Linked DNA regions of Sus scrofa: regions 1, 3, 4 and 5 are each linked to region 2. A link is a contact called in public HiChIP or PLAC-seq data. All regions are on one chromosome and are shown on one strand. The core of a region is the stretch at or near the end of the contact, and the rest is flanking DNA. Distances in the headings are between cores, read along the strand shown.

Region 1 (6,160 bases), core at 2,315-4,814, 190 kb after region 2:
ATATGCTTGCAGGTGCAGCCCTAGAAAAGGCAAAAAGACCAAAAAAAAAAAAAAAAAAAAAAAAGCAGCCTCTTTCTCTATATTGTTACATTAGCCTTGCAATGAAAAAAAGGTAAAAGACTATGGTTCTGAAAATTCATTCTTTATTTTGATACAAAAAATAAACCCTTCAACCTGTAAGGAATGTCAACTGTTTTCATATTCCTGTAGAGTAAACTTACAGAATAGGAATATATGCTACCAGCTTCAAGGATGTCACATACACATTAGAAAAAAGTCATTGCTATTTTGTGGGGGGGTTTGGCCACACCCATGGCATGTAAAAGTTCCTGGGCTGGGGATCAAACCAGCGCCATGGCAGCAACCCAAGTGGCTGCAGTGGCAACGCTGGGTCATTAACCTGCTATATCACAAGGGAACTCCAAAAGTCACTGCTTTTTGGGTTCTAAAAAACATCAGTGTGGAGGAAGGAGTAAGTATCTCCATCTCCTGATTTTTCCAAAATTCAAGCTTGCAGTTTAAATCTCACATAATTATGCCAGAAGCTGGTAGGAGTGGTGAAACCACCATCCGAATCCAGGTAAGTTATAAAAACGTGACCTTTTACGGCCCCTTTCTGGAATAGGAAGGCTCTACTTTATACCCCACAGGCCAGCAATGTGTATAATGTATAGATTCCTTTTGGTTATGGTTGCAAAAGTCTTTAAATTCTTTGAGGGTTTGACATGTCTTGGAACGAACCAAGTAGGAGGCAGACTGATGATCTGGATTCACTCCGATGGAGGACATTTACACATTTATCAGGAGTCCAGCTGATAGGCTGTTCACGTTGAAATCACCAGGCCTGTACTTCAGCGAGTTCAGACAGCTGATTGGAATACCATCCCCATACCTTTAAGTAATACATGCGAAATTCTCATGGTAAAGTTGTGGCCTTGGCTCCAACACTTCTGGTTATCTTCTTTGATTTTAATACCTGTCAGTCTTTACCAGCTGTAGCAGCCACTGCTTGGTAAAACTTTGCCACAAAGTCTGGCTCACTGATCTCCAGCTGCCTGACAAATTCATTGCGCTCCTGCTCAGCCCAACCTCGAAACCACTGATCCCAAAGACGTAGCTGGCACTCAAAGATACAAGGTGGTCGGTTTGCTCCAGACACACTAAGCTGCTCTAGACTTTCCAGCAGTGGCTGTAATTTTCCTGGTACTGCCTTAGCAACCAGGTCCTGTAGGAAACGTTCACGCTGAGGACCTGACCAGCTGGCAAACCAATGAAGAATACATTTCATCTCCTGGGAAGTGATGTAAGACATTGGAGGAGGGGAAGAGTCAGAAATATTGTCTGGTACCGAGGGTAAGGGAGAAGGGAAAGATAGTGGCATCGAAGAGGAAGATGACTCCAGTGGCATCCTGAAACATAAAAGCACTGTTACACACTCTCTACAAAGAGCAACCAAAATACAGCCTTCTAACAACATAGAATCTTATCACTCTCAATTGGTATCTACAAAGAAAATTACTTTCCACCTATCTAGTTTACAGAAAAACAACAGGGTCCTTTATTTAGGTTATTATCCAGCTACCTTAGTGAAGGCACCCAAGAATAACTGCATGTCATATTTGCCAATTTTCCTCTCTCTCTCTTCTCTCTCTTTTTTTTTTTTTGGTCTTTTCTATGGCTGCTCCTGCAGCATATGGATGTTCCCAGGCTAGGGGTCGAATCGGAGCTGTAGCCACTGGCCTACGCCACAGCCACAGCAACTTGGGATCCAAGCCTTGTCTGCAACCTACACCACAGCTCACGGCAACGCTGGATCCTTAACCCACTGAGCAAGGCCAGGGATCGAACCCTCACTCATGGTTCCTAGTCAGATTCGTTAACCTCTGTGCCATGACAGGAACTCCTTCCTCTCTCTCTTTTTCAAACCCACTGCCTCTCTCCATCATTCTTATAAACAATCTAAAAATAACCAAAACATTCCACATTCTGTGTTCATTCTTTCCCTTCTAATTCTATGTTCCAGGTTGAGTAAAGACAAAAAATGATTCACATAGGTCCAACCAAAAAAGGGGGGAGTTCTCTGGTGGCCTAGGGGTTAAGGATCTGGCATGGGCACTGCTGGGGCACAGGTTCGATCCCTAGCCTGGGAGTTTCTGCATGCTGAGGAACCCCCTATCCCCCAAAATAAATATATAGGTCCAACACATCTTGCCTAAAATGAAAAAAAAGGTACATATTTTTAAATTTATCAAGCAGTTAGTTGAGGTTCAGGTGCTAATCATTCCAAAGCTATCAACAGTGGGGGAAAAGAAGAAAGGAAAAACATCCTGTATGATGAAAGAGCCTTCTCTGCAATGTGCATGTAACCTCTGAAATATGCCAAGAACTTCATAACCCCCTTATTTTCCTCTATTTCCTGTAAAGCATCAGGAAAAATTAAAGAGCAGATTAAGTGAGGGCACCTTGCCCAAAATAAGATTAACAAAGTAAGAAAAACAGAAAAAGCCAAGTGGTTGTTTATTCAGGACCGAAAAAAGTCTAGTTGGTTTGGTGGTTTAGGGCTCTAACAAGTGTTCTACTGCTGTTGATGTGTGACAATTCATGTCTGAACAATTTTCTTTCATGTTTAATATAATATCTATTGATGCCTTGCCACTGATCCGCATCACTAATGCAACTGGAAGGTCAGCCAACTTGAATTGTTTTCAAATCTCAGTTTGAATCTCTAACAATGAAAACCTTAAAATACTTGTCTGTGACCTATTTTACTGTTTGTATTTCTTCCGCTGTAAATTGGAGTATCTGCAGTGACAAAGAAAAGGAAGCCAGAAGCAATTTACGTCAGTTCAGTACCAAAACATTCCCAGTGACGTTGCCTTTTTCACAGTGGCCCTACAAGAAGCAATTCTTCCTAAGGGAATTTTCTTCTCTATTTCGTGGAAAGGGAGAACTTTTTCCGAGTCTTGCGATATGGCTTTCACGGTAAACTTAAGTTCAATGATTATGAATTGGTTGACAAGCCGGGTCCAAAGACACGGTCAACTTTGGAGGCTACAGAGCCTAGCATTCCGAGGTCCCAAAAAGCAACACAGCCTTAGCTGGGAGTGGCAGGGTTTCGGAGGGTGGGGGGGTGGCAGCTGTTTCCCTAGGGGAATGGGAAGCTTGCCCTACTGACTAGCCCGCAAACACCGAGTCTGACTCGGCCCAGGGAGGTACTTTTACCCCGCTTACCTCCCGTTTCCTCTCACAGAGGACCCGGAGACCGTCACAACAGCGCTATCCTACCATCGCCGCCGCTTCCCGGTTTCCTGAAAACCCTAAAGAGGGCCAGCCCGGAAACCCACGCACTTCCGGTCCCGGACCAGCCCCAAACACCCAAGTGCCTTAGCGCCTCATCCTTAGGTCCGGAGATAGCCGAATAACTCCGATTATGGGTATGCCAGAGTCGAGAGCTTCCGAACAGATTCGATTCAAAGCCTCGGTAAGACGAAGCGAACCGAGCTCTGAAAGCAGCACGAGGGAGGGAGGAGCGGCCGGTAGGATGGAGAAAACCGATTGGTGCCGATGTGAAGACGGAAACACCCGAGCAGTTCCGAAGGAATTCGGGGAATTCTAAGTGGTAATCGAGGGGTTGACTCTAGCAGTGGGCGGGGTCAGCTCGGAACGTTCGAAGGGCGTTGGCGGAAATTACCGAAGATGCCCGAAGCCGTCGGGACGGACCCGAGTACCTCACGCAAGATGGCGGAGCTGGAGGAGGTGACTCTGGACGGGAAGCCTCTTCAGGCGCTGCGGGTGACCGACCTGAAGGCCGCACTGGAACAGCGAGGCCTAGCCAAGAGCGGGCAGAAGAGTGCCCTGGTCAAGCGGCTCAAAGGGGTGAGGAGACTGCGTTGCCGGCGTGTCGGAGGGGAGCAGACCCGGTAGAGCCGAGTCTCTGTCGCGGCGCAGGCGCAGTGTCCGGGCTCGGCGCGAGCGAGCTCAGGCCGCCAGCGCGAGCCTCCGGATCCGCGCGCACGGTGGTTGGCGAGGCTCGCTCTGGAGTGGAGATAGCGCCGGTTCCCGCCTTAACGGTAGCGGCGCGAGCCCAAAATGGGAGGGTGTGCGCTACTCTCCTAGAGTGTCTTAAGCTCCTTCCTCCTTCCCCCACCCCCTCCTTGTTTGTGTCTATGGTCTCGGCGCATGCGCTGCGGAAGGAGTTAAATCCCACTACAACCATCGGCGTTGCTGGCCTGAGGGGGGCGAGTTGGGCTGGGTCGGAGTTAGGGGTATAGTTGGGTGGAGGGGTTGATGGGGTTGGTATCCTTACCCGAAAGAATAGAATTGGAGCGGTGGAGGGGGAGGGGGGAGTCTAGTTGATTAGATTAGGTGAAATGAAGAGAAACCTTGATTTGAAGGGACTTGCTTAGGGAGGAGTGTATACTTTATAGGGCTTCCAGAAGCAATTTGAGTGGATAAGAGTTTGGTGAATATTGATGAGAGAGGTGAGACAGGCTGGTTTTGTGCATTAAGGTGGGATTGTCAAGAGGTAGGTGAATGGATTGATGTGTAGAGGTTTGTAGACGCAGGGGAGGTGAGGATCTCGGTTTTAATTAGTGCTGGTTAGGGTACGTGGCCGAATAGTACAAATTCGGGCTGGGTTGGCTCAGGGTTACGTTGGCAAACCGTTGCTTATACTGAAGCTGACAGTTTCGTATGTGTATTGGATCAGACCACAGTTTATAGAATCTTTGGTCATTTTGTTCGGTAGCCTCCTCTTTGAAATTCTTATAAATATGACAAATCTAGGAGCCACTCTCTTGGAAACAATACAAGTTCACTCAAGTAGACCTGTTCCTGGGTAACTGACCAAGTAATTCATTCAGGCCAAAACCTTTTTGGTTTCATGTATTTTTGAATCTAATTTAATTATTTGAAGTGAAGGGCCAAATTTAGAAGGGACATTAGTCAGAAGTGCAGAAGATAATAGGGATTGTAGCACTGGTTCTGTCACTGATTTTATTGCCTAGCCAGGTCACTGATTTTCCCTATGTGCCTGCATTTCACACCTGTACATTTGAGAGCAGTGACCATGGCCACTTTTAGGGGTCTTGTGAAGATGAATGAGAACAATATTAGTAAAGGGCTTTTAGGTCCCTGGAAAAGGAGTACTGTTTAAGTGTGTATGATTGTTTTTAATGTCGAGATTGGGAGAAGGGTGTTTTTTGTTTTTGTTTTTATGGTTTCTGATTTTCACCCTTCTTTATACCAGGCTCTAATGCTAGAAAATTTACAGAAACACTCAACACCCCATGCTGCATTCCAGCCAAATTCCCAGGTAAGAAAGAAGGTTTATTAGGAGTGGGCTCTTTGGGTGCACAGAGACATGGAACGACAAGATAATTGTATATTTGATGCTTAATTTATCACCAATATTTTCTTAAGTTCATGAGTTGGAAATATTTTCATACTAGGATGGTTGACTTCTAATAAATTCAGGAATCAGGAGCTGCTAGTTAATTTCTGATTCTTGAAATGGTGTGTGCAGAATGAGTGGAGTACAAGGCTCTGAAGTCATTTATTTGCCATTAATTTGGGGAAAGTAGTTGATGTCTTTGAATGTAGATATGAAGTAGATAATCAGCAGAGCAGTTTAGGAAAATACTTGCTGATAAGGAATTATTGCGTTGACATAGATTTTCCCAGAATTCAGTCCTTTGGAAATCATCCACCATTACTAGTATTAATACTAACCATGCAGTTACTCCTAATCTTCAGTTGCTCTGTTATTTAGGACAAGAAATCTAATCTTTGAAGAACTCGGTTTCCTCATATATAAGATGAGAAAAGGTTGGACTAGATCTGTAGTTTTATAATGGCTCTGCTGGAGTTTTGTGGAACTGCTTTTGGAGGCTTCCCAGAAAAATATCTTCTTCCCAGTTGACCAGGGGTTCACATTCACTTCCTAACCTAGATTAGATGTACTTCGGTTTGCTTTGTATATAGAGTTTCTGCATAAGATTTCTTTGGAAGAAATCATTCCCAGTTTAAAAAAAAAAATTCTGAGGAGTTCCCGTCGTAGCACAGTGGTTAACGAATCTGACTAGGAACCATGAGATTGTCGGTTCGATCCCTGGCCTTGCTCAGTGGGTTAAGGATCCAGCGTTGCCATGAGGTCGCAGAC
Region 2 (5,640 bases), core at 1,860-4,359:
CCCTTATCACCAATTCCTGCTCCAGAAAAAGATGAGACTGGCCTCCTGGCCTAGCCTGCCAACTACCTTCCTTACCCTGCACAGGCAGGAAACCAAGTCCCTGGAACCAAGGGGAGGGGGTAAAGGAGGGGAGATGAGGAGAGAAGGAAGCATACAGGGTTCACGGGAGGCGGGGGAGAGGAGCAGCCCATCTATCCTGACCTGTAGACACGACCCCGGGGCCTGCTGTTAAAACCACTGTAGAATCGAGAGCGGGAACTGTTGTAGTTGGTGGTCCGGGCACGGTATCGAGCTCGTGGAAAACCCCGGTCTGTTGTGCTGATGCCTGGTCTGTTGGTTCGTTTTGGGATCACCTGAGAGTGAGCGATGTACAACAGAAAGCCTTAGAATTAACCTAAAGAGTTTACATAGATCAGAACAGCAATGAGCATGAGGCTTACCTTGATTTGTCTTCCTCTAAATAGGGACTCATCTAAGGCCAAGGAAGTCCTCACTGACTCTTTGTCTGAGAACTCTATATATGCAAACCTGAAAACAATAATTGTCACTTTATCTACTATAATCTGCTTATCTGAGACTGCAAACAGAAGTCAGAGATCAAATTCAACTTGCAGGCGGGCTTTGAGTACAATGTATTCGTATTTGTCCAAAAAAATGGAAACTTTGGGAATGTGGAAATTCCCAAGCCAGGGATCAAACCTTGCACCAGTTGTGCAGTTCTTTAACCAGCTGTGCCACAAAGGAACTGCCCTCTGAACTTTCAAATAGAAGAGTCTAATCAAAATTTGCAGCTATTCTTGGATTATTTTAAAAGGATACAGAGAACCTGGGTTTCCACATGGTGGAACAAGGTGGAGCCAAGCAGAAGCTGGCCTCCCCCCATTCAGTTCAAGATCCCACCCACATGCAGCCCCCATCTTAGTTGTCTGTTGGATCTCTTAAGGCAATTAGGTGAAATCCTAATACCTATTACCATTAAAAAACAAAGACCACTTATTTTAACATCCATTTAACTTACTGCTCAATATAAAATTATGGTTAAAAAATGTCAATTTACTTCCTCACTTACCCTTTGGGATGGCCACTAAATTTGTCACAGAGTATAGTAACGCGGTTGACTGAACCACAGCCATGAAAGTGTGCTTCCAGCTCTTCTGCTGTTGCACCATAGTCCACCTGTGGGGGGGGTACATCTCACAGATAATGGGCAAACTCCCATTTCAACAAGTACTGGCCAAGCCTTTGGGCTAGGCCACCTATAAACACCAAAGCAATTAACTCTATTTTCTAAGGAACTCTTTTCTTTCCAATCCCATGGCCTCTGCTAATCACCATTAACTTTCACCTCATTCCAACCCTCCCTCTACTCCTTAAATCCACCACCACCTATCCTGGAGATGATTCAAGACTCCCATTAAATAATCCCCCCCACAATAAGAGCTTCCCCAACCTCAATCAAGGTCCTAGTACATACATTGCCAACATAGATAGATCGGGCATCTGCCTCCATCTTCTCCTCAATGGACATGATAACTGGGCCAGCTATGAGGGAAGGAAAAAAAAAAAAAAAAAAAATCAGAAAAAAATCCTTTTTTTACTTAGCCAATATATGCACACCATTACCACAACCGCCACTAGCAAAGACAAAGATTTTGGTCTATTCTAGCCCCTATTCCCACTGCTTAGAACACAATAAAACAGTCTAGCATACAGTAGGTGCTCATTAAATATTTGACAAACGAAAGAAGAGATCAATACATTAAAAGAAAAAAACAAACTAAAAAAAACCACAACAGTACAGGAATTCCCTCCCAACCCCAAATCAAGTCCCTATTGAATAGCTTTGGTTGCAATGATCTGGAAAGTGAACAAAATTAAGTGGGCTGAGATTGGACGTTTCTGGATTAGAGAGGAAGCCCCCTGAAGCTGAGCAGTTCTCTTAAGACTCCTAACTAAAGGGTCTCCAACTGAGAGAACTATTGGACTTGAAGGTCAAATGCCAGCTGGCAACCTTCACAAAGGGCAGAGAAAGACTAAGAACAAAGAGCAACACATTTGTAACAGGAACAAAGGGAGGCACAAGACTACCATCACCAAAACAGACTCGGTCTCACAAAGGTCAGAAACACACAACGGACTACGACCGAGGCACCTGCCCAATAACTGCTCAGACAAGCAGCTCCAAGGTATGGAGCATCCAATCCCATATGAACCGTGCTCCCATAACCCTTCCAATGCGAGAACCTGGGATCCGCGTGTAACCGCCAGTTACTCACCATTGCCTGGTGGTGGACTCATATTCATCTGCTTCTCTACTTCGTTCTGTAGCTCCTTTAGCTTCTCAGCTTCTTCCTCCATCTCCCTGACTCGAGCTTTGATCGCTTCCAGCTCCTACAATGAGTGGGGAGGGTATGGAGAAGAGCTTAAGAGGAACCAACGCAGGGGCTTTGCCCTGCTCTCGATCGGCGCGCGGCCCCAGCCATGCTCTGCCATTTCCCTTGCCCCACGCGAGGGTCATGATAAAAAGAAAATCAAGCTACCTTTTTTAGAACAACACTAGACACCCATTACGTCCGAATCCACCCGGCTGGGCCCCTTCTGGCGGTCGATGCTGCGTCCCCAGCCCGGCCCCAGCCACGTTATTCCCCGCCCACCCCCACCCCCCGCCCGCCTCCCGCTCGCCCGAGCTCTGGGCCTCCCGTGACCCGGCCGGCCGGTCGCCGGCCTGCTCGCTCGCCCTCCTTCCCTCACCGGGTCCTCAATGGCGCCGTCCCCCGGGTCACCCTCGACCAGTCCCGGCTCCTCCTCCTCCTCCTGGCTGCCGGGGGCTCCCGAGCCAGGCCCAGGGCCCGGAGCTCCTGGGGGGGCGCGGGGCCGGGGCGGCTCCTCTTCGGGCTCGGGCTCCGGCTCGGGCTCCAGCAGCAGCTCCTCAGGCTCCAGCTCCTCAGACTCCAAGCCGTTCCCGTAGTCCCCTGCGCCCCCCGGGGCCCCCTCCCCGGCCTCCCCACCGGCCCCGGGCACAAGATGGCGCCGCCGCCCCGGCCCGGAGCCCCGACCGCCCGCAGCCCCCGCTGCTGCTGCCGCCGCCGCCGCCGCCGCCATCGCCGCTCAGACTGGGGCCCGCCGCCCAACGATTGGAGAGCTGCGCCGGCCACGCCGAGGATTCATTAGTCAAGCAGCCTGCCCATCACGGCGAGCTAGGAGTCCATTGGAGAATATTACTTGGCAATCAAATAAGACCCCACCCCTAAGGCGGGGGATTGCCCCAAATTCTCAAATCCCGGTAGGGGAAATCGGTCTGTCAATCAACGCACGTACCACCTCCTCTCAAGCCCTTAGGTAACAATGCCGCCACGCTGTGACGACGTTCTTGCTTCTCCCCCGCCTACGGGCGGATCCGCAAAGTATGGCGCTCCGTGATTGGCCGCTGGCTGAGCGAGTGGAAAGGACCAATCTAGCGATCCCCTCGCCGGAGTGGCCCAGTCTCAAACGCCGACTGGCTCGCGAGATTCGAAGGGCTGACCCCCGTTTTGTGACAGGTGAACTTTGCCCCCAAACGAACTGCTCGGCTTCCAGCGAGGGAAACCCTAGGTCACATGACTAGTCTTTAGGGTGCCGCCATCTTGATACTGTTGGTTGCCAGTATCAAGGTTGAACTTTTGAAAGGCAGAGGTCGGAAACTCTGCGGCGGTTTCTGGAAACCTGTTTCTGGGCACCAGGAATGCCCCAGTAGGTGGGATGTTGCTGGAAATGGAGGGTTCCGAATGGCGCTCTCCAGGAAGGAGCTTACCTTTCCCACTCAGGTTATTGGCACCATTATGCACTAGGTCTCCCCAAACCAGAAAGCAGGGAGGAATTCTCACTCCAGTACCAGTCACAAGTTCTAACCGTGCTGTCTTCCTACATAGGCATACTTTCCAAGCATTCTGCTTATGTCCCAGTTTCAGCCTGTTTTTCTCTTGCTTGGAATGTTTGCTACAACTCCCTAATGTGTCAGCTTCCAGTGTCACCATTTCAATCCACACCACTACCAGACCGAACTGGCTCCCCTTTGCTGGCCAGGTAAAGTCTTAAAATTCCTTGCTGAGGCCTTAAGAGACCTCAGGACCAGACTACTTGGTGTTATTTCCACAATCTTCATTCCAGCGGGTGTATCTGCACCCAGGTCTGTGCCTCTACATGCAGTCAGTCCTTTTTCAAGCAGACAGCTACAAACCCCGTCTTCACCTCCCCTGCGGAAGCCTTCCACTAGCCTCCCGTCTTCTCCCTTGACAAGCGGTCCTTCCTCCGCTGTGCGTTTGAGTGTTCTGTGCTGCCTTTCCTAACTAGAGTTTGCAAGAGCTTGGAGACGAGATTGGACTCTAAATTTGCACCTCCACCATGGGGGCAACATGCCTAGAACATAGTTTTCAATGGTTGACCACAGGATGCATGGGCTGAGGATCTGGGTGCCACCCTTCATCTTCAACGCTTTCCCAGCCCCCAGCCCCTCCTATAGACCCTAGAGGAATTCCACCGCACTGCTGCACTCTTGAGATACCACTGAGACCTAGCCCTGGAAGGCAGGATTGCTACAGTTTAGGGGTGATGCTACTCATTTATTAAAAAGGAAGGAACGGCGGTGCTAAGTTTGCAAGAGGGATATTTATAGCCAGACCAAGCTACCGGTTTCAGAGCCAGATTCACATGAGCTCAACCAAATAGTTAAACAACCTGGACAGGATGTGCATGGCTGGGGTAGGGGGATTTGGATGAGAAGAGATTCCTATTAGCAAACCAAAGTCAAAAGTTTCCCAGTATACCCCATTCTTCCCCACACCCTCATTTTATCACACAAATTCTTACCTCAGGAATAGGGGAACTTGGAGCAGAGTCACAGTTGCTTAAAATTTCACTGAAAATTACTTCATCAGCCATCTCAGCTTCAGTGGTCTGGGAGAACTTAGTTGAACACCGAAGATAAGCTCTAAACAATTGTGAGTTTGCTGGAAGAAAAATCTTCTCTACTGATTTTAAGCAAACCAAGTCTTAGGTGTTTATTGGTACCTAATTACCTTTTTTTTTTTCTTTTTTGGCCACCCTGAGGCATATGGAGTTCCTAGGCCAAGTATCAGATCTGAGCCCCGGTTTGCAGCAACACCGGACCCTGGGCCAGGATCTGAGGACCCATTGTGCCAGGCCAGGGACCCAGCAGGGGTCCTGGCTCTGCAGAGTTGCTGCCAACCCTATTGTACTACAGTGGGAGCGCCTATTGGCACCTAATTTAAACTAAGAAAGCCAATTAAGGGAAATGTGATTTTTTAAAATAATGCCCTTGAACCTCGATTTTGTTGAGCACTTGATTTTGTTAACAGACACCAATCCTAGACTCCTTGTTATATTCTTATTGAATTCTCACATGAAGTAAGAGTCTAAAAACCATAACCTTTTTTAGAGATGAGGAATGAAGTAACTTGCCCAAGTCAAGGAACTAATTAGAAATGAGTAGAGAATTCAAAGCCAGCTTTCAAAGCTCAGATCAAAATTACTATAAGGTCTGTTTTAATACACAAAGATTATAGTTCGCAAGTGTTGAAATTGAGAAGACTAAATTCCAGCAATAGACAAATGTTCAGGCAAACTATAATTATACCCAAAAAT
Region 3 (6,029 bases), core at 1,174-3,673, 220 kb before region 2:
AATTAACAGTAGAGTCAGAACATCTTTCCCTGTTCTCCTTTCGTATCATTTCCAGCTCTCAGTTTCCTACTCCACCCCCACCCCCACCTCCACACTTTCTCTCTTTGGTGCCCAGAAATAAAAAAGGAAAAGCTTGTTCCCTCCCTACCCTGACTCTCCCTCCCTCTCGGGGGAAGAAGGGAAATAGGAAAAAAGGCAGAAAACCGAGAGGGGTGGAGTTTCCCCAGAACCCTCCACTCTGATTGGACTCCCAGCCTTCTCCTGTTTCCTAGCAACCACCTCCTCACCCCTTCATCCCTCTCTGCTTCACTGCAGTAAAGGCGGCTGCTGCCAACGTCTGCTACTAAGGCCAGGCACCTTCTGCCTGGGCCACGTGCTGCTGGGAGGGGAGGGGAGGGGAGGGAGCGGGGGAAGGGCTGACTCGAGGGAGCCAGAGGGAAGGTGGGGCCCCGCCTGAAAGCAGAGGGGTGCTTTGCAATCCAAAAAAGCAAAGATTGGAGATTTCCCAGCTCTGGCCTTTGAGGAGAGGTGCCTGGGACCCCCTCTGCTTTGCCACCTCAGGAAGGTAGAGTCTGGACCTGGTCCTCAGGCACTGAGACTGCATTTCCCCTCATCTCTCTAGGGAGCTGCCAACCCGCTGGTGGTGGGAGCCGTGGCCCTCCTGGACCTCAGCCTGGCGTTCCTGTTCTCCCAGCTCCTTACCTGAGGCTCCTGCCTGGCCTACTTCTCTTCACTCCTCTGACCTGCCTTTTTCTCTTTCCTTCCTCCTGGTTGTTTTTGCTCCTTTCTTCCTCTCCTCCCTTCCCTTTCTTTTCTGTCCCCCTCTGGTTTTGTCTCTTGCTTTTTCTTTCTCCTTTCAGATTCTCTCATTTCTCCTGGCTCCGCCTCTGTCTTCCTCACTCCCCTCCCCACCCACCCCTTCTCTCTCTAGATTGTTTACATATGAAGGGCTTTTCTCGCTCAGAGTCGCTCTCTTCTCTGAGACACACAATTCTAAGTCAGACCATTGCCCCACTCCCTCCCCTGCCTTTTCTTTAGACCTGAACTTGGATGAGGGTGGGGGGTTGATGTCCTGAGGAGTCTCGTGGAAGCTGAGTGGAAAGGAAGAAGAAAATGGAGAAGGGGGATACTCTGTATTGGAGAAGACTGCATACCGGGCAAGGCCCTGGCCGAGCTGCTGTGACTCCCTGACCCAAGGGGCCTGGTGTCCCTCTGAGGCCTAGTGATCAAGCTGGAGGGGGGACAGCCTCCATCTCTGAACTTGGAGGATCCTATCTCATCCCCAAGCACTGAGCTGGGTTCTTGCCCGACTCTCTCCTTCCCTGAAGGAGAAAACGGGAACGAAAAGCAGAATGGCTCCCCAGCATCTTCTCGCTCTTTCTTTCCTCAACAGCCAGCCCCTCGTCCAACCCCCCTGGGAGCATGCCATGTGAAGAGCAATGTGTAAAGGAAAGAAAATGTCCAATGTGGCCATGCATCCCTACCCACTGACCTCTCCCACCTTTCTCTCTTCCCCTAAAAGTTAATTTGGTTAGTCTCACTTGTGGCCTTTGATTAAATTTCTAAGGGGCCTGGAGAAGACATTTCTACTGCAGAGGGTTAGAGGCACCTGAGCAAGGGCCCCACTCCCTCTGGCAGTAGTGGCCGGGGGGGAGCGGGGAGGCAGTTCTGGAGAACGATCCAGACAAGACAGTAGGAACTCACAGGGCAGCAGGAGCTGTTTAATAGCCTCTAAGTGGGTTCCATCCCTTCCCCACATCAGATCAGAATCTTGTGAACCGGGAAAACAGCAGAAGGAGGGGATCAAAGGAAACCAATCTCTCATACTTTGCAGGCATCGCAGAGGTGGGAGTCAAACCCGGGTGAGAGATGGGTGGAGAGCCCTGTTTGAGGTTGTGGCCGATCCCTGGTAGTAGCTTTTCCCCTGGGAGCAGGAAGCCCCAGGAAGAGGGGACTGCAGGGTCCCCAGGGGATCCTTTCTCCCTCCCCTGCATGAGGCAGAGGCAAGCTGCCTGCCAACCCCTCCCTCAAGGAATGGCCTTGCCTGGGAATGCCCACCACACACAACCTCCTCTTTTTTTCTAGTCAAACTCTGTTTACTCCTTGGCCTGCCTCCCTCCTTCCTCCCCTCTCAACCTTTACTTCTGATTTCTATTTCATGGAATTTGGGATTGAAATTAAACTACAACAGTGCCGCCAACATCAAGTCTTGCAGGAAAAAAAAATACAAAGAAATTTAACAAAAAAAATATATTAATAAAAAATTCAAAAAAAGGGGGGGGAATTGTCCTCTCCTTCGGGTGCGATGGCTGCAGACCCAAGCTCTCAGAGGCTCTCCAGGTGAAGGAGCCCTCCTTGGAGACCCCCAAGCCTGTTACACAGTCCCACCTCCCCTAAGTAGTTAACAACTTCCCTTAAGTTGCAAACAAGAAAAGCCTGAGGTCAGAGCAGTTCTGGCTGCTCAGCAGGACTGCCCAGGAGGGGCGGGGTCCCGCGATGGGGGCGGGGAGAAGGAAGGACCGGACCAGGCACCAACCCCCGGTGGGGCTTGCACCAGGAAGCGCTGGGGGGAGAGGAGCGGAGTTGAGACTGAAGCCAGGTGAGGCTGGTGTCAGGGTTGGCGTCCCGGTGTGGGGACGCCGAGGCCGCCTGAGACGTGAACGCAGATTGCCGCGAAAGAAACAGCGCTGGGCTTTAGAAAGGAGATGGCTGAGCTAGGGATGGGAAACCAGGTGGAGGCGGCGAGGGGTAGCGTGGGGGGCGGGGGGAAATGGGCGGGATTCCGGCGCATGCTCAGTAGAAATGGGCGCGGGGACGCATGCGTAGTGGAGGTCTCCCGCGGTGAGGAGGGGGCGGAATTTGGGAACCCACATGGGGGGAGAGCTCGGTTTTCGGGGAGCTGTGGGACCCGAACCCTCAGAATTTTGGTATAGGGGCAAACCTGGGCAGGAAGCCCGGATACTCCCTGCCAGAGGGTCAAAGCCCTCTCCGTTGCGGGCTCTGCACCCCCAGGATGGTGGTGTCCTCGCTGAAGCTTCAGGAGCTAATCCAGGAGATTCGTGAGGCCAAGACCCAGGCCCAGGAGCGGGAAGTGATCCAGAAGGAGTGCGCCCATATCCGGGCCTCCTTCCGCGATGGGGATCCTCTGCACAGGCACCGCCAGCTGGCCAAACTGCTCTACGTCCACATGTTAGGCTACCCCGCCCACTTTGGACAGGTATTGACCAGGGACGCCTCTCTTCCGAGTTTGATGAGAGAAGCTAGTGGGGCAGGGTCTCGGACCCTCTTACCTATTTGTGCCCCGATTTCTTTATTCTGCATGGTTGCTGAGCCCTCACAGCATACACCGCAGTCCTTCCCCATTACAGCCCCTCTTGGTCATTCCCTTCCTTCTCTGGCCAGCGCCATTCAGGGCACCTCTTACTCTGTTTCCCATTCTCCTGTTTCCTTGAAACTACCCGCTAATTGAATCTCCTAAACCTCTCTTCTTGTTGAAGGGAGGGTGGTGGGATACCTGCCTTCACAAGTTAATCTGGTGTTAAGGAGAAGGCTAGAGAAGGGACGTTAGTACCTCCAGTTTCATCCCTGCCCCTTCCTGGTCTACCCCCTTCCCTGTAGATGGAGTGCCTGAAACTGATCGCCTCCCCCAGGTTCACAGACAAGAGGGTGGGCTACCTGGGGGCCATGCTTCTACTGGATGAAAGGCAGGATGCCCACCTGCTAATTACCAACAGCATCAAGAAGTGAGAGGGTTCTGGGAAGTGCTTGGAATCAGGGAGATGGGAGAGTGGGAAACTGGGAAATCCCAAAGGGTTGCCTGCTGCAGGTACTGGGAAGGACTGGATTTCTCAGAGGCTTGCCTGACCGTCCTCCCAAAACTCTGCAGTGACCTGAGCCAGGGGATTCAGGCCATACAAGGCCTGGCCCTGTGCACTCTAAGCACCATGGGCTCTGCTGAGATGTGCCGGGACCTGGCCAATGAGGTGGAGAAATTGCTCCTGCAACCTAGCCCCTACGTGCGCAAGAAGGTGAGATGGCAGGTTCTAGGCACCTGCCCCTCCAGAAACTCACCCACCTGCCATGTGGTGGAGGTGGGGGATGGGTCCATCCTGGCAGACCCTCGCCCTGTCTGAGCCCCCACCTCTGCAGGCTGTTTTGACTGCAGTGCACATGATCCGGAAGGTCCCCGAGCTCTCCAATCTCTTCCTCCCACCCTGTGCCCAACTGCTTCGGGAACGCCACCATGGTAAGACTACGGGGATCCTTGTCCTCTGCCTCAGCTCTGGCTGAGGACAGAAGGAAAACACGGGCAGGAACACCAGCTTCTAGGAGAAGAGTAGCAGGTGCATACAAGCACACACGCACAGTAGGCCCCCCTGGGCCCCGGCCCACCGTTCACCTCCCCTACCCTGACCCAGGCATCCTGCTGGGCACCATCACGCTGATCACGGAGCTCTGCGAACGAAGCCCTGCAGCTCTCAAGCACTTTCGAAAGGTGGGCTGGTGAAGGGTGGGGCCCCGGGCCAGGAAGAGAGAGGCTGCGGGCTTGGAATGGGGCTGAAGGCTGAGAGGATTTGGAAAAATGCCCAGGTTGGGCTGTGCCCTCCCTCCAGGTGGTGCCCCAGCTGGTGCACATCCTCCGGAGTCTGGTGACGACGGGATACTCCACAGAACACAGCATATCTGGAGTCAGCGACCCCTTCCTACAGGTGGGCTGACCCTTCCCTCCTGTATCCCTGAACAAAAAGCCTAGTAAGCCCATGGCCAGTGGTCACCTCACAGAAAACACTTTTTTTTTTTCTTCTGCTTTTTAGGGCCATACTCACTGCATATGGAGGTTCCCAGGCTAGGGGTTGAATCGGAGCTCCAGCTGCTGGCCTATGCCACAATTCACAGCAACGCTGGATCCTTAACCCACTGAGCAAGGCCAGGAATTGAACCTGCAGCCGCATGGTTACTAGTCAGATTCGTTTCCACCGTGCCACAATGGAAACTCTACCTCCCAGAAAACACTTTGGCTTAGTCAGTGTCTTGGGCAGGAGAGTGGCAGGCACAGACTGCCCAGGTTATCCCAGGACCGGGGTGGGAAGGGAGATGCCTGAAGGTCAGAAAATGTATTTTGGTAACAATCAAAAAAAAATAATCCTGTCCTGGAGTTCTCTTGTGGTGCAGCAGGTTAAGGATCCAGCATTTCACTGCAGTGGCTTGGATCACTGCTGTGGTGTGGGTTCTATCCCTGGCCCAGGAATTCCCACATGCTGTGGACACAGCCAAAAAAAAAACAAAGCCTGTCCCCAAGTCACCCGGCCTCACACACCTCTGATCCCCTCATAGGGCCAGTGGACCTGAAGGGGTGGGGTGGAGACGCTCTAGGAAACCAGCCGGACCCCTCCCAATCCTCTCCTCAGTGTTGAGTTTTTCTCCTCCGCCCCACAACTCCTTAAGCTAAGAACCACCCCACCAGCCTTTCAACCTCTAACTCCATTTCAGGTCCAGATACTTCGTCTGCTTCGGATTCTGGGTCAGAACCACGAGGAGAGCAGTGAGACCATGAATGACTTGCTGGCCCAGGTGGGGCAGTGGTGGGGGCTGGTTAGGTGTGTTGCTCTGTGAACCCACTGACCGGGCGCAACATCCCTCATATGACCACTCTCCGTGAGGTTGCCCGAGGTCTCCGTTTCCCTCTAGACTGATCTCCCTGAGGACTGGGACACCGTCCACCTCAGTGCAATGCCTTTGGTGCATAGCAGGGCTCGGTGAACTTTTTTTTTAATTCAGTGAATTGAATTTTATTACATTTATAGTTATACAATGATCATCACAACCCAATTTTATAGCATTTCCATGCCAAACCCTTAGTGCATCCCCCCACCCCCTAACCTGTCTCCTTTGGAAACCATAAGTTTTTCAAAGTCTATGAGTCAGTATCTGTTCTGCAAAGAAGTTCATTGTGTCTTTTTTTTTTTTTTTTTTTTTTTTTTTTTTTTTGTCTTTTTGCTATTTCTTGGGCCACTCCTGTGGCATATGGA
Region 4 (6,035 bases), core at 2,973-5,472, 170 kb after region 2:
GGACTAGGATGCCCGAGGGATGAGGGGAAAGGAGGAAGCTGTCAAGGTAAGGACATGTACCTCCTCGTGCTTTGGGCTAGCTGCTGGAGGAATTTGGCAGGATGAGCCCGTCCTTGCTTGGAGTCTCTCCTTTGTGGGCAGTGCTCCCAGCCGCCTGTCCTGAGACAGCATCATCCAGAGCCAACGCTGCTGACAGACGTGGGAAGGCAGAGGGTGGAGGTTGCGGGGGAGGGGTTAAGACATCCCCCTTCACCATCTGGGACACAGAGGACACTGGCAGGCAAGATGCCTCCATTCCCAGTCCCAGCCTGGCCCCAGCATGCCTGTTTCGCAGCTGGCGTTCTAGACCGAGGCTGGAAGTTTGCCACTCACATGGGACACAGGCATTTGGCTCCGAGACCCGGCTAGCCACCCAACAGCTGTGTGTCCTTGAGCAAGTCACTTAACCTATTTAGCACTTTTAGAGGGACAGAAAAAGAAGATTGAACCTAATCTCAAAGGGTTCTTCAATCTCCCAGCCCAAGTTTATCCCAAGAGTGAGGACAAACTGGGCAGAAGCAAGTCTTGTGCAAGAAGCCCTTCTCTGAGCCTCACATCTACCCTTGGGGACCCCCAGTTCCCCAACACACACTTTTCCTTTCCCCGGGCTGCCTGCAGGCTCCTTTATGTCGCCCCCTTCCAGCAAGTCCTGCTCTCCCCAGTCTCCTCGCACTCCCTGGAGACTCGGCCTGGGGGCCCCCACTCGCTCTGTAAGGTGACACTTGCTGATCTTTTCAAACTGCTCAAAAGGGCAAATGTGGGTCTCCTCCGGGGCAACATGCATTTATTTTTAACCTGGGCCTTTACCCTGTCAGTCACTTTAATGCAAGGAATTTCACATGCTCTCCCTCTGATCTTGGGAGCCTTTGAAGGTCACTGAAAACATAACTGCTTATGGATTCATTTATTAATGTAGTAAAAAACAACTCTAACCATTGTGTCCAGGATTCTGTTAAAGGCTGTGGCAATAGCAAAGTTATCCCTGAGTTTTCTAGGTCAGCACAGACTTCAAATATTTTATTCCACTGTCTCCATAAGAATATTCAGATATATCTGGTAACTTGGACATTGAAGACTCAGCGTTGTCACTGCGGGCGGGGTTAGATCCCTGGCCTGGGAACTTAAGCCTGCTATGGATGTGGCCAAGAAAATTTTCATATATGTCAACCCACCTGTCCTTAATTTTAGTTCAGGCAATAGAGCCATCCTAGCTGAAGATGTAACCGGCCCCACCTTCAAGGAGCAAATGGTGTGAGGGGGAAAGAAAAAAACGATGCACACAGCACATAAGCGTGCACCTCAGGGTGCATCCAGCCCACTCCGCTGGGCTACAAGCTTCTGCAGGCAGGGCTGGACCCACCAGGTCCCCAGAGCCTTCGGGTTCCCACTGTAGTGCAGTGGAAATAAATCTGACCAGTAGCCATGAGGTTTCGGGTTCCATCCCTGGCCTCACTCAATGGGTTAAGGATCCGGCATTGCCATGAGCTGTGGTATAGATCGCAGATGTGGCTATGTTCCTGTGTTGCTGTGGCTGTGGTGTAGGCCAGCAGCTGTAGCTCCGATTCGACCCCTAGCCTGAGAAACCGTATGCCACAGGTGTGGCCCGAAAAAGCCAAAAAAAAAAAAAAAAGAGAGAGAAAGAAAGAAAAGCCTTGTCCAATTGAGGCTTCAGGCAAGGCAGCAGATAGTATGCCACTTAGGAGACACAGATAAGCCCCGAAGGGGGCAGTCAGAGGAAGGCGGGAAAGGAGACTGACCGGCTGAGACCAGTTACTTTCCCTACATTATCTTATTCCAAGTTTAACTAAACAACCAACAAAGTAGGCGTTACTATTGCCTTTTTACAAGTCAGATTCAGTACCTCATTGAACGACTTTGAGACTTTGAAGGTCACCGAGCGGCAGGTGACAGAGGGGGATTTGAGCCCGGTTCTCTCTGACCTGTCACTGCCATGCTGCCTCTTTGTGGAAAAGACTCGGTGATGGAGGTGGTGTTTGAACCTGTTACAAAGTCATGAAGATAATACAGGTGCATGGTTTCAGTTAATGCACACAAGGAAAAAAATTGCAGTTGCAGGGAAAAAAAATGATCCTGCTGACCAAATGACCATGGGGGGCTTCTATCCGCTCCTGAGCAATTCTGCAGAACCCAAGGATCTCCCAGCCCTTGACTGGCACTGCTCTCCCCACCTCCTTGCGGTGCGGGCCCCTCACCCCCACCCCCCGCCCAGGCATCCAGAGCACCCCGGTTACTGGGAAACACGGCTTGTCGGTGCTCCAGCAACGTCAGCCCAGGAGATGAGAAGCCAAGATCACTTATCTCCCCCACGGCTGCCGGCTGAGCTCCCGAGTTTTTTCATTTCCTGCCGGCCTATTTGCACACCTCCTGCTTCCTCCAGTGCCTGCTCCCTTGCTCCTGACGCAGTCTCCCCCTCCCCCTAGGGTGGCCAACTGGGGTCAAAGAAGGCTCTCTGAGTCACACAGCTCCCCCTTTCCCCTTCCTTTCACCCCCTGGGGGGTTGCAAGAACTAGACTATTACCCTTTCCTCAGGTTGATGCCACATCCTTGCATGACCTTGGGCGGCTCAGTCTCTCAGCCTTGTTTTCCTCCTTTATAAAGCAGGGATAAAAATACCATCTGTCTTGCTTACTTTCCTATTTAATTCACAGGCAAATGGTCTGCAAGGAAAAGCGTATGTTTCAGTAATCGAAAAAGCATAACACCAGAAATGGCAAGGCCTTAACTATCGTCACTATTTGGGGTGTCATTTCTCCTCATGAAGACAAGGGCCTGGCCCCAGTCTTCTCTGCCTGCACGCTCTTCCTGCAACTGCACTGCGAGCCCCATCTCAGCCATGTTTCCTCTTCCTCCTTCCAGGCGTCTGGCCCTTGCCAGGGCTGTGGGAAGCTGCCCTCTGCCGGCTACCTGATTCCTGACTGCAGCAGCCCCTCAAGTCCTGAATTTTGGACGAATATTACCACCTGGTGGTTAAATGAGACACTGCTGCCAAACTGAAGCAGCTCAGCTCTGAGACCTGTTTGTCACAGGGTCCTTTGAAATGGAGAGAAGGCAGAAATCTCCCCCATCTGGGTACCTGAGCTCTGTCTCTTGGATGCAAGCAGATCTCCCCATGCCAGCTCGGGACCTTCAGAGAAAGTACCTCAGACTGTACACAGAAAGCTCCTGGGGGAGTTCCTGTCGTGGCTCAGTGGTTAACGAACATGACAAATATCCATGAGGACGAGGGTTCGATCCCTGGCCTTGCTCAGTGGATTAAGGACCCATTGTTGCCATGAGCTGTGGTGTAGGTCACAGACGCGGCTCAGATCTGGCATTGCTGTGGCTGTGGCATAGGCCAGTGGCTACAGCTCTGATTGGATCCCTGGCCTGGGAACCTCCATATTGCTGTGGGAGTGGCCCAAGAAATGGCAAAAAGACAAAAAAAAAAAAAAAAAAAAAAAGAAAGAAAGAAAAAAGAAAGAAAGAGAGAGAGAAAGCAAGCAAGCAAGCAAGCAAGCAAGCTCCTGGGGGAGGTGGAGGGAGGGGATGCTAAGTAGAGGGGTAGCTTGCCTGATTTGCAGGGAGCCCTGTCTCAGGCTGCCTACGTTATCTTTATTTATTTGCTTTTTGTTTTTCAGGGCCACACCCACAGCATATGGAGGTTCCCAGGCTAGAGGTCTAATCAGAGCTGTAGCCGACGGCCTACACCAGAGCCACAGCGACACCAGATCTGACCCACATCTGCAAACTACACCACAGTTCACAGCAATGCTGGATCCTTAACCCACTGAGCGAGACCAAGAATCGAATCCACATTCTCATGGACTGTAGTCGGATTCTTTTTTTTTTTTGGTCTTTTTGCTATTTCTTGGGCCGCTCCCACGCCATATGGAGGTTCCCAGGCTAGGGGTCCAATCGGAGCTGTAGCCACCGGCCTACACCAGAGCCACAGCAACGTGGGATCCGAGCCACGCACGTCTGCAACCTACACCACAGCTCATGGCAACGCCGGATCGTTAACCCACTGAGCAAGGGCAGGGACCGAACCCACAACCTCATGGTTCCTAGTCGGATTCATTAACCACTGCGCCACGACAGGAACTCCAGTAGTCGGATTCTTAACCTGCTGAGCCACAATGGGAATTCCTGCCTACTTTTTTTAGCATTTAGTGCCACATGTAGCTGCTCCGCATTTGCCCCCTTATGGCCTGACCCTTGGTGTGCCTGACTTATTAAACCTTCTGGCCTCCACAGGGCACGGACAGAATTTGCTGGTGACAAAGATCCAGTAACATATTTCCACATGTCCTTTCCTTTGCACCGCACCCAGAGTCCCTTTTGCAGATACAACAGGTAAAAGCAGGGCCACAGCAAGTGCCTCTGACAGGAGGGAGTGGGGAGTTCCCAGAGGAAAGAGAAAAGGGAAGAGAGAGGGGGCCCAGCCTGAGACCAAAAGTGCAGAGCGAGCCATGGGCTTCTCCTGGAGACCCTGAAACAGAGCCCCAGGAAGAGGTGATGACAAAAGAGAAGGCTTCTCAACCCTCACAAGAGGAAGTGGACCCAAGAGACACGCATAGAGGTCAGAGAACGGCCATGCAGAAGGAAAAACAGCAAACCGAGCTGCAGCGAGCGCCTGAGCCCTGCGGCCCAGGCACAGGAAGCGGGCAGAGCCCTCAGGACCCAAGGAGGGCAGAGCGCCAGCCTGAAGCTCTGGCAGTGCAGGCCGGACGCTGGAACCACGAGAGGAATGTAGCTGCCAGTTCCTGGGGCAGCAGCCTGCTGGGCCCTGGAGCACAGGGCCTAAGCCCTGAGCAGGTGCCTCAGCCAAGCCTGGGCAGTCACAGCCCATGCCAGGCTGCTAGCGCTGGCCCAGGCTGGAAACACGTGAGGGCTTGGGCTCTTGCACAGAGCCGGTGCAAAAACCTAGCAAAAGAGCCTCCTCTGCATCATGAGACGGGGCCTCGTATAAGGCTTAGTCCCAGGCTGATAACTACTTCCTAGACCCCTCAAACAACACCCCTTGGCCTGCACCCCGGAGAGTGGCTCAGAGAGGTGGGGCTACAAAAGGAACTGAGCGGCCCTGGGGGTAGGTGGAGCCCAGCCCTGGGAGGTGGGGGGGACTGAGAGGGAGGCGTGTCAAGGGAGGAGCTCAGATCAGGCTGGGGGTCGGCACTGGGAGAGGGTTTTCTCTGTTCGTTCTGACGGGGCACTCATTCTGCACAGGACTTTTTGGAAGTCGGAGGGAGGAGGACACTCAGAGTGAGGGGTTGCCCTCAACGGGGATTCCAGAATCTCCCGGACTCGAATGAGAGGGGGAGGCCTCTTCCCAGAAGCATCAGCTTCTGGGCATCTCAGAACCCTGGCTCAAGCCTGACCAGAGTGCCCCCCTACTGCGAAACAGGCCAGGGCCCCCATTTCTCTAAGGCCTGCATCCCTCCCTCCGGGGTGCGCCCTGCCCCTCCCTGAGTCACCCCAGGGAGAGAGGGGAAAAAAGGGAAGAGAAAAGAGGCATTGACTACAGAGGAAGGAAAAGGAAACAGCAGAGGAGGGAGGAGAGGCCACGCAGGAGTGGGTGACAGAGGAGATCAGAGAGGGCAGATCTAGGGCAGATCTAGGGCAGGGGGAGATAGCAAGCCGAGCATCCCAAAGGGCGCCCCAAGAGCAGGCCGCCAGGGGCGGGGAGCTGAGGGGGCGGGCCGGCCATGTCCCACGGGACCTACTACGAGTGTGAGCCCCGGGCTGGCCAGCAGCCACTCGAGTTCTCGGGGGCCCGAGCGGGGCCTGGGGAGCTAGGGGACATGTGTGAGCATGAGGCCTCCATCGACCTATCTGCCTACATCGAATCTGGGGAGGAACAGCTCCTCTCCGACCTCTTCGCTGTGAAGCCAGCACCTGAGGCCCGAGGCCTGAAGGGCCCCGGAACCCCTGCCTTCCCCCACTATCTGCAGCCTGACCCTCGGCCCTTCGCCTACCCCCCACATACCTTCGGCCCCGAC
Region 5 (5,796 bases), core at 2,187-4,686, 200 kb before region 2:
AGGTACACGATTAGCTTGGCAGGTGCCTCCTCACGCACCAGCACACCTACAGGCAGAGGAGAATGAGGAGAGAACCAGATAGCCGCGAATGCTTTGACTCTCCCTGCCCACGCAGCTAGACCCCAAAGTTGTTTCCAAGGCAGCACTGGGCTTCTGAAGGCCATTCAACCAGGAGTGGCCCTGGGAAGCCAAACATGAGCCTCTCCTCCAGCAAGAAGCGGTGAAGAGGCACTCAGGTGCCATGAAGACAGAGGACCTCAGTAGTGACTCGTTTTTGTTACTGCTCTGCCCTCCCCCCCATCAAGATTAAAGCCCATCCAGGCAGGCCGAAGCTCATTAGCTTGGTAATGAAGCACATACGGAGAAGCACACAGAGAGGAAACAAGGGATGTAGAAAGAAGAGAGAGAAAGCAGCTACAGCCATGGGGAGGGATTCACAGAGAATTCTAGCCTCTGTGTGGTGTAGAGTCACGATAAGCCAGTGTCTGATTGTTAGTGCCTGGCAGCATGCTGGGCGGAAAGCAGGGAATGGCATAGGTTTGCTGAGGAGGCAAGAACAGCATCCAGAGCTGTAAGGCCCCATGGGACACATAACCCCATACTTCTGTGGATGAACTGTCTACAAGGGAGCTAAGCCTGGGAACAAAAAAACCTGCCATTGCTTGCCCCGCGGTCTGTCACAGACACAATGTTCCTGCCTTTTACTCAAGCCAACAGGACAAACTGAATGAGGATTTGGTTGTAAAAATGAGAGGACAGGAGTTGGAGGAAGGAAGGATGGATGGAAGGACTGAAGTAGAGAACTGACAAATGGAACTGTAGGACAGACTCATGCAGTGGCTGGAGGTAGAGAACTAAGACAACCACTGGGCTAGATCAGGGACACATGGAAGGATTAAATCCAGGTTCTACAGCTATTGCAAAAGAGGAAACGATTTGATAGAGCCCTAAGCAAACTAAAAATACAGAGTTCCCATCGTGGCTCAGTGGTAACAAACCTAATTAGTATCCATGAGGATGCGGGTTCAATCCCTGGCCCCACTCAGTGGGTTAAGGATCCAGCGCTGCCATGAGCTGTGGTGTAGGTCACAGACGAGGCTTGGATCCTGTGTGGCTGTGGTATAGGCCAAGGGCTACAGTTCCGATTGGACCCTTTGCCTGGGAACTTTCATATGCAGTGGGTGTGGCCCTAAAAAAAAAAAAAAAAAAAAAGCTAAAATAACTCCCCTTAGAGAAATAGCCTCGGAGACCCTCCCCACTAACTGGCCCAGTGGGTACATCCAGAAGAGGGACAAAGGAAATACAGAAGGGCCTATCTCCCTCACCAAGCATGCTGCTGACGCTGTGGATCTTTTCTAGGGCAGCTGGGACTTCAGCCTCCTCACGCACCAGGGCCTCTACCTCACCCACAGCGTAGCCAAAGTCAGCTGTATCCAGGTCCACTCTGAGGGGTGGCTCCTCTTCATCAGCTCCAGACGGCACCAGTTTCCAGCCACTGCGCTGGGTCACAAAACTTGCTATTTCCTGCAGCCCCAGACGGTCCAGCACAGCAGCCACACCCCCAGCCCTGGGGACCTCAGCCCTCAGCACCTCACAGAGCTGGGCCACAATTGCAGACTTAGCTGTGAGCTCCGTGTACTTAGTGCAGGGTTCTGAGACACTTGCTGCCCCAGCATATTTGAGCTGCCATCCACTACCCTCTCGCTGTCGCAGCCAGTGGTCAGACCGCATGAGGCTCAGCTCAGGGGTATCATAGTAGCTGTCTCGGAAGGTGATTCGGTGCTCCAGGATACCTCCCAACTCCTGCAGCCGCTCCTCTATGCCGGGCCCGGGAAGGAACTTTCGTTCCACTTCAATCAGGCCCAAGGCCATGTTACCTGCAATCAGTCCATCAACAAACATTACTGAGCTCCCAAATAACCCATTTCCTTCCCCCCTCCCCAAGAACCTGTGAGTCGCACACACTGTCCCAAGGCTCTCTGTTGGGGGCCCTTTCTCCCTGCCTCTGTGATGGATGGCCTTCTCTGTCTGATGTTTTAAGGCTCAGCAACAGGTATAGGTCTGGGGTTAGACCCCTTCCACTGCTAATGATGTCCTCAATCCAAAAGGCTCCCTAGAAAGCAAGCCTTGTAGCGGATGTCCTTTCAATGCGCCCCCTCTATACCTCGCTACTCTGGGAGGTCGGCGGCTCACTACCTGGGAAGACTCAGCCCGACCTCCCCATAGGACTAGCCAGCGGAGCTTCGGGTCTCACCTGAACGCGCCAGAGTCTCCCTCTCGCGGGACCTGGAGAAGAGAGAAGGGAGGCCACGCCACGCACGCGAGGAATGCCGGGAGCAGATCCTGGCCCAGGACCTCGGCCGGCGCTCTGCACACGGGGGAGGTCCCGGTATAAGCGGCCATGTTAGGCCCGATGTGGCGGTGCCGAAGGCAGGCCAGGGCCCGAGATACCCGCTAGGTTACGAGGGGCCGCAACCTCCGCGGTGAGCAAGGAGCGAGGTGGTACTCCCGCGCTCTGCTCCTCATCCCAGAGCCCTCGGGGCTCCCGGGGCGGGGATGTGGGGAGAAGGGGTAACATATGGGTCTCAGGCCGCAGGCTGAGCCCAGCACCTTGGGGTTCAGGTGCATGATGGGAGATGTAGTTCCATAGCGAGACTTTGCTTTCTTGCCCCACCCGTCGCTATAGTGACAGGAAAGCTGCGATTAAAGCCAGCCAGACTCTACGTAAAGTTGAGCTGGGGCTGGTGGGGAGAGACGGGTGCGAAAGGAGCTGAGGCCCCAGTCCTGTGTCCAAACCCCTCACTCTGTAGGCAGATGGGGCTGGAATAGAAGCCACTCACTCTCTGTCAGCAGGTATTTTATTGACTATTACCATGGCCTACTAAGTGCAGGCCAATGGCAATGAGCTGGGTGTGAGGGGAAGATAACTGAGACCAGTTTAGCCACTCTGGAGTTTTAAAGGGGAAATAATACATCCCCATGAATGTTCAGGATAAGGGTGGGTGGGAGACTTCATAGGAGGAGGAAGAGATATTATTGGATGAAAACTAAACTCATGATGGGATTTCAACGGTTGGAGACCTAGATGGAGCTAGGAACAGTGTAAGCAATAGCCCAGAAGCTGGAGAGCATCTGGCCATTGGGTAAAGGAAAGAAATGAAGGAGCGGGTTGGAAAAGGCCTTGAGTGCCCAACTGAGGAGTTTGTCATTGAGTTTCCAGTTGCTACTGAGCAGGCTTTGTCAGGAATAGAAATATTCATGTTCACTTAAAACACAGGTTAAGGATCTGTCGTAGTCACTGCAGCAGCTAAGGTTGCTGCTGTGGAGTAGTTTGATCTCTGGCCTGGGAATTTACACATATCATGGGGCAGAGAGAAGTAAATTTAGAAAATAAAAACACTGGAAGACCTGAAAATGGCCCTTCGACTGCTTTGGGAGACAAAATAGAGAAGGCTAAGGAGTTCCCTGGTGGTCTAGTGATTAGGATTTGGGGCTTTCACCACTGCAGCCTGGTTTCAATTCCTGGTTTGGGAGGACCAGGCTGCTTACTCCCATATCAAGCTGCTTACCACCGCCCCCCACCGGTTCCAAAAAATAGAAAAGACTCCTTCTCCTTACTCCTTACTGGGACTATGGTTACCTGGAAGCATCAACTGTATGTCTGACTCTTGGGTAAGGTAGTTTGAGGAGGAACAGCAGCAGCTCTTGTCAACTCCTGGGCTCCCTCTTATGATGAGTGAGAAGTGCTAGGGTGGGCACCTGCCCTCCCCAGTATGTTTCTAGAAACATGTGACCTGTGGGAGGTACTGTGGGGAGGACACCAGTTTATAGACATGGCATCTTCAACTTAGAGTGTCTTGGATGCATACCCCCCCACACCCCACCCTATGATGGGCACCAATGGGCAGGGAGGGGAGCAACCTCAGCCCCTAATTCCTTTTGCTGGTCTGCTTGTCATCTGTACTTTGCTTTTCGGTTTTGTTGCTCAGGGGAAGACGTAATCTCTCCCCCCCCCCCCCCCGCCCAGAGTTATAAGGTCCAATCCAGTGGGGCTGAGGCGTAAGTTTAAGGAAAAGAAAAGACCAGACTCTAAAGCTGGATAGACCTGGAGTTGACAACTCCCATCTTCACTTTATTGGTGTTGGGCAATGGGCAAGCTACTTCGCCTCCTTAAACCTGTTTTCTCTTTGGTAAAATATGGGCTGTTTCACAGTTAAGTGTGAGGGGTCAAGGACAAACTGTCACACCACAGAGATTCAAAATGTTAGTTTCTTTCTCCTTTTTTCCTGTGAACTCCCCAAGATATTTTTCTTTTAAGGGAATTAGGCTATAGCAGCCAGTGTGGGCTCTGGAATGAAACCATTAAGAGTGGCTCAGCAGGTTAAGAGCCGGACTAGTATCCATGAGGATGCCGGTTCTACCCCTGGCCTCACTCAGGGGGTTAAGGATCCAGCACTGCCGCGAGCTACAGTGTAGTTCAAGGACAAGCCTCGGATCTGGTGTTGCTGTGGCACAGGCTGGCAGCTGCAGCTCCAATTCCACCCCTAACCTGGGAACCTCCATATGCCATAGGTGTGGTCCCAAAAAAGAAAGAAAAATATTTTTGAATCCTGGGAATTCCCTGGTGGCCTAGCAGTTACAGACTGGGCATTGTCACTGCCGCACTGCTGCAGCTTGGGTCACTACTGTGGTACAGGCTTGATCCCAGAATCTAGCAGCCACATGCCACAGACACAGCCAAAAAAAATTTTTTTTTTGAAATCTGGCATGAATGATGTTCACTTATTGGCTTTGTGACCTTGGGGCAATTAGTTAGCTTGTTTGTGTCCTGGTTTCATCAACTGTAGAAGTAGATTAAGTAAGTTTATATATGCAAAAGTGCCTGGAACTGTGCTTATGCACTCAATACATTTTAGCAGTTATCATTATTAGAATACAGGAAAGCTTATGAGGTGATAAGATGAGAATGGGGAGCCAGAACCTCCCCTCCCTCTCCCCCAACTCTGGGTACTATGGTGCCAGCTCCAAGCCAGTGCCACCAAGAAGGGCAGGATCCTTTAACACTTTCCCATCTTCTCCTCCTTTTGCCTACAGCAGTCATGTGTTTTGTTATTTTGCTTTAAATCAGTTCCATAACGAGACTTGGCTTCTACCAGCTTCCCAGAGCCATCAGAGGCCTCTCTCTATTTTTCCCACTCTTTTTTTGCCTTGTTAGTTCCCCTTCCTTCCTGTTAGGTGCTAGAATCTTATCCTCCATAGCAATTATTCTGAGTCCCTAGGAGCTTCAATCTCCTCCAAGCACTGACAGAGTCGAGCAGGTGGCCAGGACTGCTGGCCTACCTTACTTCAGGCCTCAGGTCCCTCACACGGTCCACGAAGGCATGCGGACACCACGCTCTAGGGCGGTGGGCGGGCAGGAGCCAAGTGACTACAACTCCCGGCATACACCGCGGCGGGTGGGCCGCTGCACCTGCTCAGTGGGGCCGCCCCGGGCGCCTGGGTATTGATTATTCCATTGTGTGGGACGCCTCGTCTCCAGCCAGTGAATGAGGCGGAGGAGTGAGGGCGAGGAGGAGGAGGAGGAGGGCGAGGAGGAGGAGGAAAAGGAGGAGGAGGAGGCAGGGAGCGAGCGAGTGCCCAGGGTGAATCAATGGAAACCCCCTCACGAAGCCGGGAAAACACTTCAGCCGCAGCCAAATAGCATTGATTATTTTCCTTCACTTCCCTCACCGCCGTGAATTTATTTATTTATTTTTTTCCTTCTCCGTCCCCGACGCCCCGGAGTGAGCGCTGGAG

Evidence for each region. HiChIP or PLAC-seq counts read pairs in DNA pulled down with a chosen protein or histone mark.
Region 1: a contact with region 2 is called in an H3K27ac HiChIP or PLAC-seq map of alveolar macrophages. The contact joins the promoter of ACIN1 here to the promoter of PABPN1 in region 2. A contact is called at or near these places in 1 of 5 promoter capture datasets (skeletal muscle), 1 of 47 Hi-C or Micro-C datasets (liver) and 2 of 2 datasets of contacts at active chromatin or transcription factors (alveolar macrophages and skeletal muscle).
Region 3: an H3K27ac HiChIP or PLAC-seq map of alveolar macrophages shows a contact between it and region 2. The contact joins the promoter of AP1G2 here to the promoter of PABPN1 in region 2. A contact is called at or near these places in 1 of 5 promoter capture datasets (fetal skeletal muscle), 4 of 47 Hi-C or Micro-C datasets (epiblast stem cells, fetal heart ventricle, mesenteric adipose tissue and 1 more) and 2 of 2 datasets of contacts at active chromatin or transcription factors (alveolar macrophages and skeletal muscle).
Region 4: an H3K27ac HiChIP or PLAC-seq map of alveolar macrophages shows a contact between it and region 2. The contact joins the promoter of CEBPE here to the promoter of PABPN1 in region 2. A contact is called at or near these places in 2 of 5 promoter capture datasets (fetal liver and liver), 2 of 47 Hi-C or Micro-C datasets (embryonic fibroblasts and epiblast stem cells) and 1 of 2 datasets of contacts at active chromatin or transcription factors (alveolar macrophages).
Region 5: a contact with region 2 is called in an H3K27ac HiChIP or PLAC-seq map of skeletal muscle. The contact joins the promoter of THTPA here to the promoter of PABPN1 in region 2. A contact is called at or near these places in 8 of 47 Hi-C or Micro-C datasets (embryonic fibroblasts, epiblast stem cells, fetal heart ventricle and 5 more) and 2 of 2 datasets of contacts at active chromatin or transcription factors (alveolar macrophages and skeletal muscle).

What each region holds. Positions count from the first base shown.
Region 1 is chr7:75,947,639-75,953,798 of Sscrofa11.1, forward strand. It overlaps ACIN1 (apoptotic chromatin condensation inducer in the nucleus), which reads left to right and starts at 3,565. Exons shown (of 19, transcript XM_021099243.1): 1 at 3,565-3,876; 2 at 5,249-5,314. The coding sequence starts at 3,697. C7H14orf119 reads right to left here and starts at 3,409. Exons shown (of 2, transcript XM_003128551.4): 1 at 3,232-3,409; 2 at 127-1,409. The coding sequence starts at 1,408. The coding sequence ends at 980.
Region 2 is chr7:75,753,413-75,759,052 of Sscrofa11.1, forward strand. PABPN1 (poly(A) binding protein nuclear 1) reads right to left here and starts at 3,110. Exons shown (of 7, transcript NM_001243548.1): 1 at 2,752-3,110; 2 at 2,277-2,391; 3 at 1,475-1,542; 4 at 1,070-1,176; 5 at 441-528; 6 at 202-353. The coding sequence starts at 3,102.
Region 3 is chr7:75,530,708-75,536,736 of Sscrofa11.1, forward strand. AP1G2 (AP-1 complex subunit gamma-like 2) reads left to right here and starts at 2,424. Exons shown (of 21, transcript XM_013978200.2): 1 at 2,424-2,599; 2 at 3,013-3,217; 3 at 3,887-4,028; 4 at 4,150-4,246; 5 at 4,419-4,495; 6 at 4,614-4,709; 7 at 5,491-5,571. The coding sequence starts at 3,945. JPH4 (junctophilin-4) reads left to right here. Exons shown (of 6, transcript XM_001928670.6): 6 at 623-2,276. The coding sequence ends at 706.
Region 4 is chr7:75,922,430-75,928,464 of Sscrofa11.1, forward strand. It overlaps CEBPE (CCAAT/enhancer-binding protein epsilon), which reads left to right and starts at 4,223. Exons shown (of 2, transcript XM_001924414.4): 1 at 4,223-6,035. The coding sequence starts at 5,742.
Region 5 is chr7:75,550,285-75,556,080 of Sscrofa11.1, forward strand. THTPA (thiamine-triphosphatase) reads right to left here and starts at 3,437. Exons shown (of 3, transcript XM_001928723.7): 1 at 2,255-3,437; 2 at 1,326-1,877; 3 at 1-46. The coding sequence starts at 1,872. It overlaps ZFHX2 (zinc finger homeobox protein 2), which reads left to right and starts at 4,592. Exons shown (of 11, transcript XM_021099229.1): 1 at 4,592-5,796.